Regions from separate parts of the Mus musculus genome. Here region 1 is linked to region 2. A link is a contact called in public promoter capture Hi-C data. All regions are on one chromosome and are shown on one strand. Each heading gives the region's core, a stretch centred on a gene start, on an enhancer-like site or on the middle of the called end of the contact. The rest is flanking DNA. Distances are from core to core; before and after follow the strand shown. Region 1 holds the start of D930020B18Rik (RIKEN cDNA D930020B18 gene). Region 2 holds the start of Tmbim4 (transmembrane BAX inhibitor motif containing 4).

Region 1 (6,717 bases), core at 3,885-6,384, 1.4 Mb before region 2:
CTAGGGATTGGCTGGTTGGGTGATTGGTTGCTGGTCGTTGCTGACTGGTTGTTGTTTGCAGTTTGTTTGTTTGCTTGTTGGTTTTTTAAGATTTATTTATTGTAATATATAAGTACACCATAGCTGACTTCAGACACACCAGAAGAAGGCATCAGATCTCATTATGGATGGTTGTGAGCCACCATGTGGTTGCTGGGAATTGAACTCAGGAAGAGCAGTCAGTGCTCTTAACTGCTGAGCCATCTCTCCAGCTGCAGGTTGCAGTTTGTTAACTAGTCATTCACAAAGAAGAAACAAGAAGAGGAAATTCGATGCCCTGACAGGGAAGATAAAACTTGCCCCAAGGAACTGATCCTCATAATCAGCAGGAAGAGATCTAATGATAACGTCGCCCCCTTTCCGACCCCTGACTTTATTCTTTCTCCTTTCGTCTGTATCCTTTCTTCCTCTTATCTCATGTTAGCCGGTTAAAGGGTAGAGAAGGGTGGAAAAAAGAACCCCCAAAGTAGCAAAGACCAGCTACAAGACCCTTTCTTTTGAAAAAAAAAATTTTTTTTCTTTTGGAGAAAATTCTATGCATTATATATTAGCAAGTCACACTGGTAACAAGTAAGGTGACTCCGTGATGACCAATTTTTCATACAACTGATGCTAGGAACTGGGAGCTAGGAAATGGCACAGAGGTTAAGAGTGCACAGGGGTCCAAGCTAAGTTCCCAGCACCCACGCTGGGCAGCTCAGAACCACCTCTAACTCCAGCTCCAGCAGGATCCAATGCCTCTGGCCACCGCAGGCACCTGCACTCACGTGCACACATACACGGAATTAAAAATAAGATAAATCTTTTTTAAAGATTTTATTTATTTATTTATTTATTTATTCTTTTTCTGGTTTTTTCGAGACAGGGTTTCTCTGTATAGCCCTGGCTGTCCTGTAACTCACTCTGTAGACCAGGCTGGCCTCAAACTCAGAAATCTGCCTGCCTCTGCCTCCCGAGTACTGGGATTAACGGTGTGTGCCACCATCGCCCAACATTTATTTTTTATATATATGACGAGTATACTGTAACTGTCTCCAGAGATACCAGAAGAAAGCATCAGATCCCATTACAAATGGTTGTGAGCCACCATGTGGTTGCTGGGAATTGAACTCAGGACCTCTGGAAGAACAGTCAATGCTCTTAACCACTGAGCCATCTCTCCAGCCCAAAAATGAGATAACTCTTAAGGGGGAAACTTACAGAGTCGAGTGTAAGCCCCTGGACTATCATAATCCTAGAACAGTTTTATAAAATCCCAGAGAAGGAGACTGGGGCATTCGTGCTTGGCATGATATTTCTCATGCGGAATAATCTCAACAGCTCCCCCACTGGAAACGCTGTGTGCCCGTTGTAACACACTGCCACAGCCCCCCTGGCATTTAGCAACAAGGATTTACTTTCCTTAGGCTGTGGAGGTGAGAAGTCCAGTCGGAAGGCCTGGCCTTGGGGGATCAGTGGGAGGGAGCTCAGTGGACCAGCCCTTGCCTGAGATATACAAGGCCTGCATCTCAGTTCCCAGCAATGCAAAACAAAAACAGACACAGGAGAGGGTGTTGCTGAGCTCAGCCAGAACAGCTCCTGGAGGCTCCCTAGGAAAGTCTGTCTCCTTGACAGCTCCAGCACCTGGATGCTGCCTTCCTTTCTCTTGCTCCAGACTCCTGCTTCCTTTGACACTAACAATGGCTGGCTCCGTCTTTCTCATGCTGCCTCTTCGTATTTTACTTGCCCTGGGCCTACCAGGATACTTCTAATTAATTCAATTTTACTTATTTACTTTTTAAAGAAGTGATTTGGTTTAATTATGTGTATATGTAGGAGGAAGGGTATGTGAATGTGAATGTAGGTACCAAGGAAGACAGGCTTCATGTCCCCTGGTGCTGGAGTTACAGGAGGCTGTGAACCACGGGATGTGGGTGTTGGGACCTGAACTTGGGTCCCTCTGTAAGCACTCTGAACTGATGAGCCACCTCTACAGCCCCTGTTTATTAACGTTTTCAGTGGGGTCTATGTAGCCCAGGCTGGCCCTAAACTCATGTCCTCTGCCTCTACCTCTTGAGAGCTGGGATGAAGACATGGGCCACCAGGCCCAGTTCAGATGCCTCCTTTACTTAAGTCCATTAAGTGGCATTCGTAATTTCCCTTGTGATATAACATAGTCACAAGTTCCAGGGGTTTGGAGCCTTCCAAAGCTAACCTACATTTTGCAAGATGGACCATAAACCTAGTAACAATATTTAAATCTTATATTTGTGCAGAACATTTATAGATGTTACATATTCTTCTCGTGTTGTTTGTTTGTTTGTTTGGGGGGAGTTGTTTCGTTTTGTTTGCAAACAGGAGGTTGAATTTAGTCATCATGCATTAATATTCTTCTGCATATTCAACAGATAGGTGTTGGTGGTGCACACCTTTAGTCCCAGCACTCAGGAGGCAGAGGCAGGCGGATCTCTGAGTTAGAGGCCAGCCTGGTCTACAGCGTGAGTTCCAGGACAGCCAGGGCTATACAGAGAAACTTATCTCAAAAACAAAAACAGCTGAATGGAAAAGTATTGGCTCAGGACCCCCAAGACCAAGTTCTCGGCACAAAAGAGATTTGTCCCAGAGGGACAGAGGGTGGGGATAAGGAACAGAGATAGGTGATGGAGGAAGAGGGGAAAGACCAAAGGGGGGGGGCAGGCAAGGGAAAGGGGAAGGGGTATTTGTCCCAGAGTGGGGCAAAGGACTGCCTCTGGATGGAGGGGAGAGAGGTGTGGCCCAAGGGCAAACGGTGGTTTATAAGATAAAATAGGGAACCCCATGTTAGGATAAGGTATTTCATTTTAATTGAGCATGTTAATTAGGTGAGCCAAAGGGGGCTTTTGATTGCTGGACTTCAATACTTTAATTTAGCTGGACCTTGGTAGTCAGCCTCAGGAGGAGGAATTGGCCAAATAGGGAAGTGACGTTGGGAGTTTAGGAATGTAATCTAATGTTTTGTTGTTGTTGTGGTGGTGGTGGTGGTTGTTTTCGTTTTTGTTTTTTGTTTTGTTTTTTGCCAGGCAGAGGGAATGGGGGAGAAGGGCAAAGCCTGCCAGAGCCATGCTTGCCACACACAGGCTGGCCAGAGTCTCTTCAACAACAAAAAACTCTCCTGAATTCCTGAAAGGCAAATCCGTCCATAAAGCATGAGAAGTTATAGAGCTTCTTTTCACAGAGTTGATTCTGGGTTTCTGGACCCTAAGGAATATTACTGTGCTGCTCGCTTTCTCTCTCTCTCTCTCTCTCTCTCTCTCTCTCTCTCTCTGACACCTTAAAGTAGTATATACAGCTACCAACAGACTGTGTCTGTTGGGGAAGAATAGCAATATCAAAAAATCATCACAGTTTTGTCGAAACAACAAATATTTTCACTAAAGACGCTAAAAATGCTGGGTGCAAAAAAGCTTTCTAGCACATTTGCTCAGACTGCAAGGCCGTACGCTGGTAGAGCACTTATCTAGCACAAGGTTCTGGGATACACATGCACACACTGCAGTTTATTTATATGGCAATTTATTTCTAATTAGTTCAAAAGAGTGGAAATAATGTCAAGGATTTACTTCTTTTACTCAAAGAAAAAAGAAAGGAGAGGAAAGGGAAGGAAAAGAGAGCAGGCCAGCTGGCTCAGCAGCTCAGAGAGCTGCTTGCTTAATGCCAAGCCTCAACACCTGTGTTCAAGTTCCAAGACCCACAAACTGAGAGAACTGACTTACACAAACTCCTCAGACCTCCACATTCTCACCATGACACACACACGCACACACACACTCACAAATATACACGTGCACACAAAATAAAAAGTGTAATAAAAGTTTCAAAGAAACAAAGGTAGCCACAGCCGACATCTGAGTAGAATTTAAAAAGAAAATTATTTAATTGTATTATTTTCTTATAAATGTGTTAAAGCCAAGTTACTGTTCTGTGGGCAAAACAGCTTCATCAACAGCCTTGCCAACTACTCCCATGGGGACACAGACTTAGGCAAGCGAGAGTAAAGGCTAGACACAAGTCCCAGAGGAACTAGGAACACCTGGAAAGCAGCTCAGACAAAGAGACCTGGAGGCAATCAATAAAAGGAGAAACAGGAGAGGAGGCTGTGCCTCCAATCAGCTGCTGCGTCTTAAAGTCAATCTATTCCCAGAGGAGAGGGAAACAGTGGCTACTCTAAAACCCAGGGCAAGACTGTATCTCTTGAGACTCAGTCCTGAGGACACTCCTTCCAGGAAGCTTCCCCACTCCGTTTGAATTAAGTGGCCAGCCTGAAAGACGCACGGATCCTGTGCACATCACGCAAATTATTCGCTCACGCACTTTTTCTGGACCAGTCACGTGTGGACTACACATGAGCGGCAAGAAAGTAAACAAAGCGTGGCGGCGCTGGCTTGCACAGGTGTGGTCTCCCGTTCCTGCAGAAGAGGTGCAGCACGGTACCCGCACGGAGTAGGTGCTTAATGAACAAGAGGCTTGTCACTATAGCGAGACTGGTTGTCAAACCTGTTGCCCAATTTGGGAGCAGAGGGTTTTCAGGAGGAGAACGGGAGAACTTGTTTATTTGAAATTCTACATCAAACCCCAGCTTTTCCACGCAGCTGCTTTCACTGACAAGAGATGAAGTCCGGGGCGGGATGGGGAAGGTGTTCCTCCTTTCTCCAGCGCCAGAGGGGGATGCGAGAGTTTAGGAAGGAGCCTGCCCGCCCGCAATCCTCACCAGGTCAATGGCCACGACGTCCCGCAAAGCCACTACCCGCCGGATGGACTTGGGCGGGTTCTCGGTCAGGTAGATGAGCCGGTCGCTGAGCACCACGTACTTGAACGTGTGCTTCTCGGCGTCCGACACCACGATGCACGGCTCGTAGGCGCGGACCGCGTCGTACACCTCCGGAGGCAGGTGCCGCCGCAAGAACGCGTCCAGACGGCTGTTCGTGCGCCCGGGGAAGCCGGATCGCGCGGGGCTTGCCATGCGACACCCGCGACCAGGCAGAGTATCCTGGGTGGCTGCGACTCCACGACACCCAGTGGAACCCGCGCGCGCCACAAAGCCGCGCGCCTGCCGCCTCTGCCACCAGCGCGTCCCGGTGCCCGGAGCCGGACCTTGCTTCAGGAACCAGCTCCGGAGTCGTGTTCCCCGAGCCCCCTGCCCCGCCCGGTCCCGCCCCTAAACTTCGTCCTCACCTACACAGCGATGGGCGGAGCAAGACTAAAGTGTTGATTGACAAGGAGAAGTACTCAAGGGTCTGGGAAGAAATACGGCCCCTTTTCAGCTACTGAGCCACATGGTCACATTAAAAACTCCACTGATAACGGAGGCCGGTTTGAATCTGATTTCCTGTTAAAGAGAAACTTGAAACCGATGGGATTTTGCGGAGTTGAGAATCCTATAATTACCATAACACTGCCTGCTGTGACTTTCAAGCTTTGTCTTAGAGGCAGGAGTCTCCAAAGACCCTTACAAACTGTTTTGGTAACTCAAGCCATACAAGCCGTGCGTCTGTGTCCCCGATGCCTAGAACGATGCGGAAAATGAATGCCAGGTGGAAGGGCCCTCTGGAAGCCGATGGGTTGAAGGATGTGATTATGTAACCTTAGAGATGCAGAGCAATAAAGGGGTTGCTTCACGTTTGCGAGCTGGCCAGGAATAACGCTGTATGTTAGGTTGGCGTGCTAGGAAGCACAATAGAAACTTGCCCTAGGTGTGCGCTTCCATTTTTATTTCAAACCCCGGAAAACCCATCTTTCTCCCCCTTCCCACTCATAGAAAGACCCGAGGATGGAGCTGGCCCACATTTGTAGGTCCAGGATTCCAGAGACAGGCCTGAGGACAAGCCATAAACTGGAGGTCTACCTTTGTTAATCTAGTGAGTTCTGGGATGCACGGCAAAACCCTGTCTCAAAAGTAAATTCATGGAGATGATACAATGAAACTATATTATTCCTCTATTTGCTAACAGACCTCAATAAAGTCTGATGTTCCTTACGGTGATTTATAGTCTCCCTTTTCATACTTTACTATTATGAGCTGAATATTGTAAACAATTCCAAATTCATCATGGGAGAAGAGCATAGATGTGTCTCAGTATACAACCAGATATGGTGAACAACTCACCACAGCAGGGAAAGAGTAAGTCATTGTTTCTTTTCTTAGCATGTAATTGCTCGGAGTGGGGAGGAAGTGCCACCTGCTGGCAGAATCTCAAATTCTGTGTGGCCTAGCACTCAGTGTCCCCAGAATCTGCTCTGTCTGACTCCTCAGCCGATAGATAAAAATTGACTCTCACCATGGTTACAAGCTTTGCTGGTAAAGGACCTTTGCCACTTTAAGCCAATAGAAAGGCAAGGACCCTCAACTCTGCCTGATAGTTACCCTCACAGCAGCTCAGTGACAAATAACAGTAACTGTGACATCAGAGGTAGAAAGTGACTTCAGACCACTCACTGTTCTGTCTCTGGGTTTCTGGTTTTATACCCACTTCCTGGGACCAAGACAAACAGAACGCCCGGAGCATTCCAGAAATGGTGTTGCACTTGCTGTGGGTGCTTAAACACCCATTGAAAAACAATTAGCTTTTGGTGACCAAGACACCAACTTTAATAAACCTTAGGATGAAGCACAAGACAGAGGTACTAATGACCTCATCTAGGCTTGGCGACTCACAGAGAAGA
Region 2 (6,182 bases), core at 427-2,926:
AACAAAACAAAAAACAAAAAAAAAAAAAAAGAAAGAGAGAAAACCTATTAAAATTGCCCAAATCCAAATTAATTAATGACTGCACCAAATTATGGCATGGATGAAGAAGAATTCATTCTTTGTTGCTAGGAATGCAGGGTCACAGTCTAGTGGTTTCTTACAGTACAAAGTCCACTCTTGTGTACCACCCAGCTACCATGCGCCTAGGTATTTATCTAAATGAGTTGAAACTATGTACACACAAATACACACACACACACACACACAAAACCCAGGGGAGTTTGCAAAACAGTTTTATCCATAACTGCCCAAATGCTTGAGCATTCAAGAGAACGACCTTGAGTTGAAGAAAGAAAAGTACTCAGGCACAAAGAGAAAGCAGAGGACGCTTCTATAGCAAGGGCTAGTCAGCAATCCGGCCACGGAGGATAGGGGTGGGGAATCGTAAGTACACACGGCAGTACCAAGTGAATAATGTAGATCTGAAGAGGAAAAAAATAAATAAAACACCCAACACACATGATCTTAACTACGTGGCATTCTGGACTAGGCCTGAGAGAAAGGAAGAATGACAGTCGGACACACATACACTATGACATGGGTGAGCTTTGAAGACATTAATAGAAACATGCCAGTCACAACGGCTAACATGTATGATTTCTTTTTTACTGAGGCAGTTCTAACCGTTTCATAAAGACTGAAGAAATGGGAGTTGCCCAGGGCAGAGGAGGCTGGCAATGGCGAGTTACTTATGGATACAATTTCACTTTTGCTTTGAAAGATGACTAAGTTCTGGCTGGATAGGAAATACCACAGGGCGACAAAACATTACTGCTTGGTACCTCAAAGGTGTCTAGGGTAGCAATTTTTTGGCTACCAGTACTTTTTCATAATGAATATATTTTAAAAGCTGAGCTCACTTGTCAAAATAATTTCAAAATTCATTACAGGAATATCGGGCTAGGTAAGTACCAAGATTCTAGATGCGTCAGAACCACCTTCATTTTTTTTTTTTTTTTTTAAATCCAGAACCGGTTTGAGCTGCCCAGGCAGGTCCATTTCTGTAAAGTGACCTTTGGTGGACAGTGAATTCCGCTTCGTTACGCGTCAACGAACAGCCTAAACTCAAAGTAATAACTTTGAGTCGCCGTGACTTTATGCGTCGGTCTGGGAAACTTCTCAGTCATCACACACACGTATGCCGAGTTCTGTACCCCACGGGGAGACAGTAATGACTAGGATGGTAAGGTCTCAGCACGGGGAACAAATAAATGAGGGCATCAGCCCGTGATTTCCAATGCTTGATATGGATCCTCCTGGTGTGCTGACCCCAAACATGCAATTATATCTGTCCCTACTCCAGAACTGTAATTTTGCTACTGTCACGAATCGTAATGTAAATATCTGATGTGCAGATGGCCTTAGGCGACCCCCTGTGAAAGGGTCCCGCTTGCGACCCTCAGGTTGAGGACCGCTGACCTAGGCGACCCGGCCCACACCTCTAGAAGACAACTATGTCTCCCTCTGGTCACTTGGTCCCCCTGACCCCCGCCACATACCCATGCGGATGTGCACGCTGGCCGACGCCACGCAGCTGCCGTAGTTGAAGTCATCCTCGATGGACGAGCGGGGATAGCCCGGGTCCGTGTCGGCCATGTCGCCAGCAGTGCCCGCCCGCACCTGCCCCGGCCGAAGTGGGAGCCTACACTGACCACAACCGCCTTCACCCACTTCCGGGATGGCCGCCAGACAGAACTAGCCGAACTGCCTCTCTGCAGCGAGCGCCGAACCAGTCGATCGCTCCCATGGAAAAGTCTCCACTAGGAGAGGAGGTTGCTTTCTAGTAGGAGACAGATTGCTCTCTCCCACGTCATCGCAAGGGAGTTTTTTCTAGGATTTTCTTTAAAAGTTCCTCTAGGCCTCTAGAGAATCTCTTCCAGAAAGAGTGCTAAACAAGATAGAAAGATTACGGTATCAATCAACAACCTCTCATTAATTCACTTCAATACTTGGTCCAGGAATGCACTTTTAAGTAAAATTATTTTAAAGCAACATTTAGGCCTTCATTTATTGACCATTTCTTTTAAAACAGACCCCCCCCCCTGCTTTTAAAGTTAAATAATCCTTCATCTTGAAAGACAAGTAGGAATCCACCCCCACCCCCATCCCACCCCCACCCCATGGGCGTAATTCAGGTTTTCACGGATTCGATGTTTGTGAATTGAGAGGGCAAAGTCATCGTGGTGGTGTACAGGACAAGTGCCAAAGAATGAGGCTGGACAGATGAACAAAGGCAAGACCACTGAATGCCAAATATAGAATTCGTGACCGAAACCAAAACCAAAGGAAGAAGGACAGAGAAAGTGGCGATAACAAAATGCATCTGTCATGACACTATTGCAAGCATGAGGTGTAGACTCGCCAAAGAAATATTCCAGGACACCACTAACTTTATTTATCTTTATTGTTTTAAGGGTCTCAATATGCATCTAGCTGCCGTGAGACTCATTATGTAGACCAGACTGGTCTTGAACTCAGAGATCCACCTGCCTCTGTCTCATGAGTGCTGGGATTAAAGGCGTACCAACCGGCCCACTTGTAATTATTTCTATGAGTTTACTTTGACTCATCCCAAAGACAGCAAGTGGGATTCAAAATATTGAAGAACTGTCTATTCTAAAACTAAAAATGTAATATTTTCAGGAAACTTTTTTCAGATATGTTCCACAATAACAAGAATGAAACATGCTTAGCTTTTTATTATTTTTTAAACATGTTGTTACTCACTTCAATAAAGGTAAGAATAGTATTTATTATAGAAGGCAAACTGGAGAAGAATTGGCAACCATCTTTTTATTATCTAAAGACAACACCAATATCTCATTCAGAAAAAAATAATTCTAGCTAGATTGTGCCCCCTATGTGAAAGACAAAATATTAGAACTTAAAGTTATATAAAATAATCTCTTTATAATTTGAAGAAAGCAAAGATTATTTAATCTACAAAGATTGACACACTATATAAAATTGAGAACACCTAGGAGTAAATTTCATTATAAAAGAGTAAAAGCAAACTATGGACTGGGAAATATTTTTAATATACACATCTATATAAAGTTCCCATCCCATACCATAAAAAGAATGACCACAAATCCAGACTTACTCTCTAAAGCAAACTGCTAATAGAAAACGGGGCAAGAGACTGGATCAGGTAACACTGTATGCATAGAATGAAGCCAACTAGGTAATAAGCACAGGGAGAGATGTTTACTCTCACTAATGATCAGAAAAAAATGTAGCTAAATATCAAAAGGAAACATTGCTAAGCATTCATCAAGTGGCTAAAACTAAAGGCTTGACAATGTCACACTCTGGGAAAACCAGATGTAACATATGTAACATAGCTATGACCAGCACAAATTAGAAGGCGCTGCCTAGGACACTGCAGAGATCACGCCCTCAGAAGGACCCTGAGTGAACCCTGGCCGGGCGTGGTGGTGCACGCCTTTAATCCCAGCACTTGAGAGGCAAAGGCAGGTGGATTTCTGAGTTCAAGGCCAGCCTGGTCTACAGAGTGAGTTCCAGGACATCCAGAGCTACACAGAGAAACCCTGTCTTGAAAAAAATCAAAAACCAAAACCAAACAAACAAACAAAAAGAGTGAACCCTGAAAGCACGATGCAACATGGGAAAGGCACATGCAACAATGGCGTCCACCTCTGCCAAAGCTTGCATCTCAGCATTCAGGATGTCTGATGTGCAGAGAATCCAGTTGTATATACAATGCATGGGAATTAACCTACAGTCAAGTGGTGATTGTTGCTGAGCACAAGGAAAGAAGGAAGGGAGGATGGTGGCAGAACTGACTCTGAATGTAGAAAGGTACAACGTTCTAAAAACTGTGGACCACCAACAAATCTCACTACATCCTTTTGTTCCACTGGTGTTCCTTTCTGGTATCAGCAAAGGCTTTGCTCAGAACAGAAAGGCATGGAAAGAAAGGGGAGGAGAGACAGGGTCTTAGCTGACTTGATCTCCTAGCCTACTGTAAAGCCCCTAGCTCTCTTCTTTAGAAAAGCATACTTTTACCAGGCGAGCATGATGACTCTGGGTAACAATATTTGAAAAAGAACAACATTGGTATACTTAAAATCATTCTGACAATATGTAAAATCTTGGCCATGTACATATCCCGTCTGCCTTAGCGACCAGACTTGCAGCCTCCTGCCTTAGTGGCCAGACTTCTGTCTGTGTTTAAACTGTTCAAGGTGTAACCTAGAGCCAGAACCTGAGAGAGATTTCAAGATGATAGCATATGTAGACTGCATAAATGTAAGGTGTATGTACGTAAGTTAGCAAAATCTTCGAGTCAAGCCAGCTTCTCTTTGGGCTTTAGCCAGGGTTGAGCATGTATATATTAAAGAGCCTTTTTAAAAATTAATCTCTAATGTTATAGAGCAACTTCTCAGTGGAAAGACACATTAATTCTAGAACAACACAATTAAAAACCACATATTATTTTTTTTCAATTCTAAAACCAGTAAAGACTTTACATTTTTTCTTTTTTCTTTCTTTCTCTTAATTTTTCTTTCTTCCTCCTGCATCTCCTCCTCCTCCTCTTCCTCCTCCACCTTCCACAGTATCTCACTGTGTACACGTCTCTGGTTCACCTGGAGCACACGATGTAAACCATGCTGGCTGCAAACTCACGGCCATCTACCTAGCTCTGCCTTTCTAAGTGCTGGTTTAAAGGCTTGTGTTACCATACCCAGTTCACATCTTCTTTTAAACTTAAGGAATCTTGGTGACAATTTGGCTTTAATGGGCACAATTGTGAAAGTTTGTAAGATTGGCAGAATATTGAAAAGAGCACCCTAGCTTTTACCGTCCGAAGCAAATTCTCTCGGCGTGATTTTTTTTTTTCTCCAGTGTTCAATAAACATTAGAACACCCCACACTGGAGTCGCTAGAGTATTAAGTGTGACACTGCACAAAGTGTGACACTACACAAAGTGTGACACTACACAAAGTGTGACACTACACAAAGTGTGACACTACACAAAGCACACATAAGTTAAGGGTAACTCTTCCTCTTCACTGGCTGCCACAGGCTAGGTAGGGTTTGGTAACTAATGAGAATTTGAAGAGCTTATCAGAGGGAGGGAGGGAGGGAGGGAGGGAGGGAGGGAGGGAGGGAGGGGAGGGAGGGAGGAAGGGGAGGGAGGGAGGTAAAGAAGGGTGTGAAAAGAGAGAGAAGAATGAACATAGCCATCAAAAAATAGACCCCTGTGACATTCCACCCTCGGATGGAGAGGTCCCGGTGAGTTAACATGGATACACTTGGAGATAAGAACTCTGAGGAAACTGAGCCGGAAGAGCAGCATAGGTTTGTACATCCGTAGGCTTCAGTTCCTGTCTATAAAAAGCAGGTAGCGTTGAGACTTAGGCCAAGGAGTCCTCCTGTGGTTGTGACTGCGTGGCATAAGAAACACTGCATTTCTCCCTCTTTGCTGGAATTTCTGGAATGGCGGGATGGCCTTTTGTCTTATACCACAGTTGAATCTGCCTCCAGAGGTGATATGTGCTGAGTCCTTAGGCAGTTTGAAGAAACGTGCATGACACTCGTGCCGGAACGACTAAGAGCATGAGTAACACGTTGGAACTGTCAACCACACCCTCTTCATATTTAGTACAATCTCATGTTCTAAAACTGAATCCTGTTACTAATCCCTGGGAGGTGGGGGTGGGGGGCACTGAGGGATGACCTCATAGACCTCTCCTGGGTCTTGTGACTCATTCTAATGAATCAGAAAACTTGAAGAGTGCGATAGTTACTTAACTATCAAGTCAATACTGTCACCTGGAACCAGGATCCTGAACCTTACAATAGGAAGCTAGATGAGCACTAATTCATTGCTCTCCACTCCTTTTAAAAAAAAATAATTTTATGTGTACGGGTGTTTTGCCTACATATATGTCTGTGTACCAGGTGCATGCCCAATGTCTTTAGAAGTCAAAAGAGGCCTTCTAATTTCTTGGAAGTGGAGTTATGGATGTTGGTTTGCTGCTGTGTGATTGCTAGGAATCAAACCTGGGTCTCCTGGAGTAGCAAGCAGCTAGTGCTCTTGACCACTGAGCCATCTCTGCAGCCTTGCTCTCTCTCTCTCTCTCTCTCTCTCTCT

What was found. Promoter capture Hi-C pulls out the DNA fragments that hold promoters and counts their contacts.
Region 1: a promoter capture Hi-C map of liver shows a contact between it and region 2, with 3 times the contacts expected there. The contact joins the promoter of D930020B18Rik here to the promoter of Tmbim4 in region 2. A contact is called at or near these places in 1 of 39 promoter capture datasets (liver) and 1 of 115 datasets of contacts at active chromatin or transcription factors (pancreatic cancer cells).

What each region holds. Positions count from the first base shown.
Region 1 is chr10:121,640,118-121,646,834 of GRCm38.p6, reverse strand. It overlaps D930020B18Rik (RIKEN cDNA D930020B18 gene), which reads right to left and starts at 5,134. Exons shown (of 13, transcript NM_177335.4): 1 at 4,766-5,134. The coding sequence starts at 5,017.
Region 2 is chr10:120,204,320-120,210,501 of GRCm38.p6, reverse strand. It overlaps Tmbim4 (transmembrane BAX inhibitor motif containing 4), which reads right to left and starts at 1,676. Exons shown (of 7, transcript NM_026617.3): 1 at 1,560-1,676. The coding sequence starts at 1,656.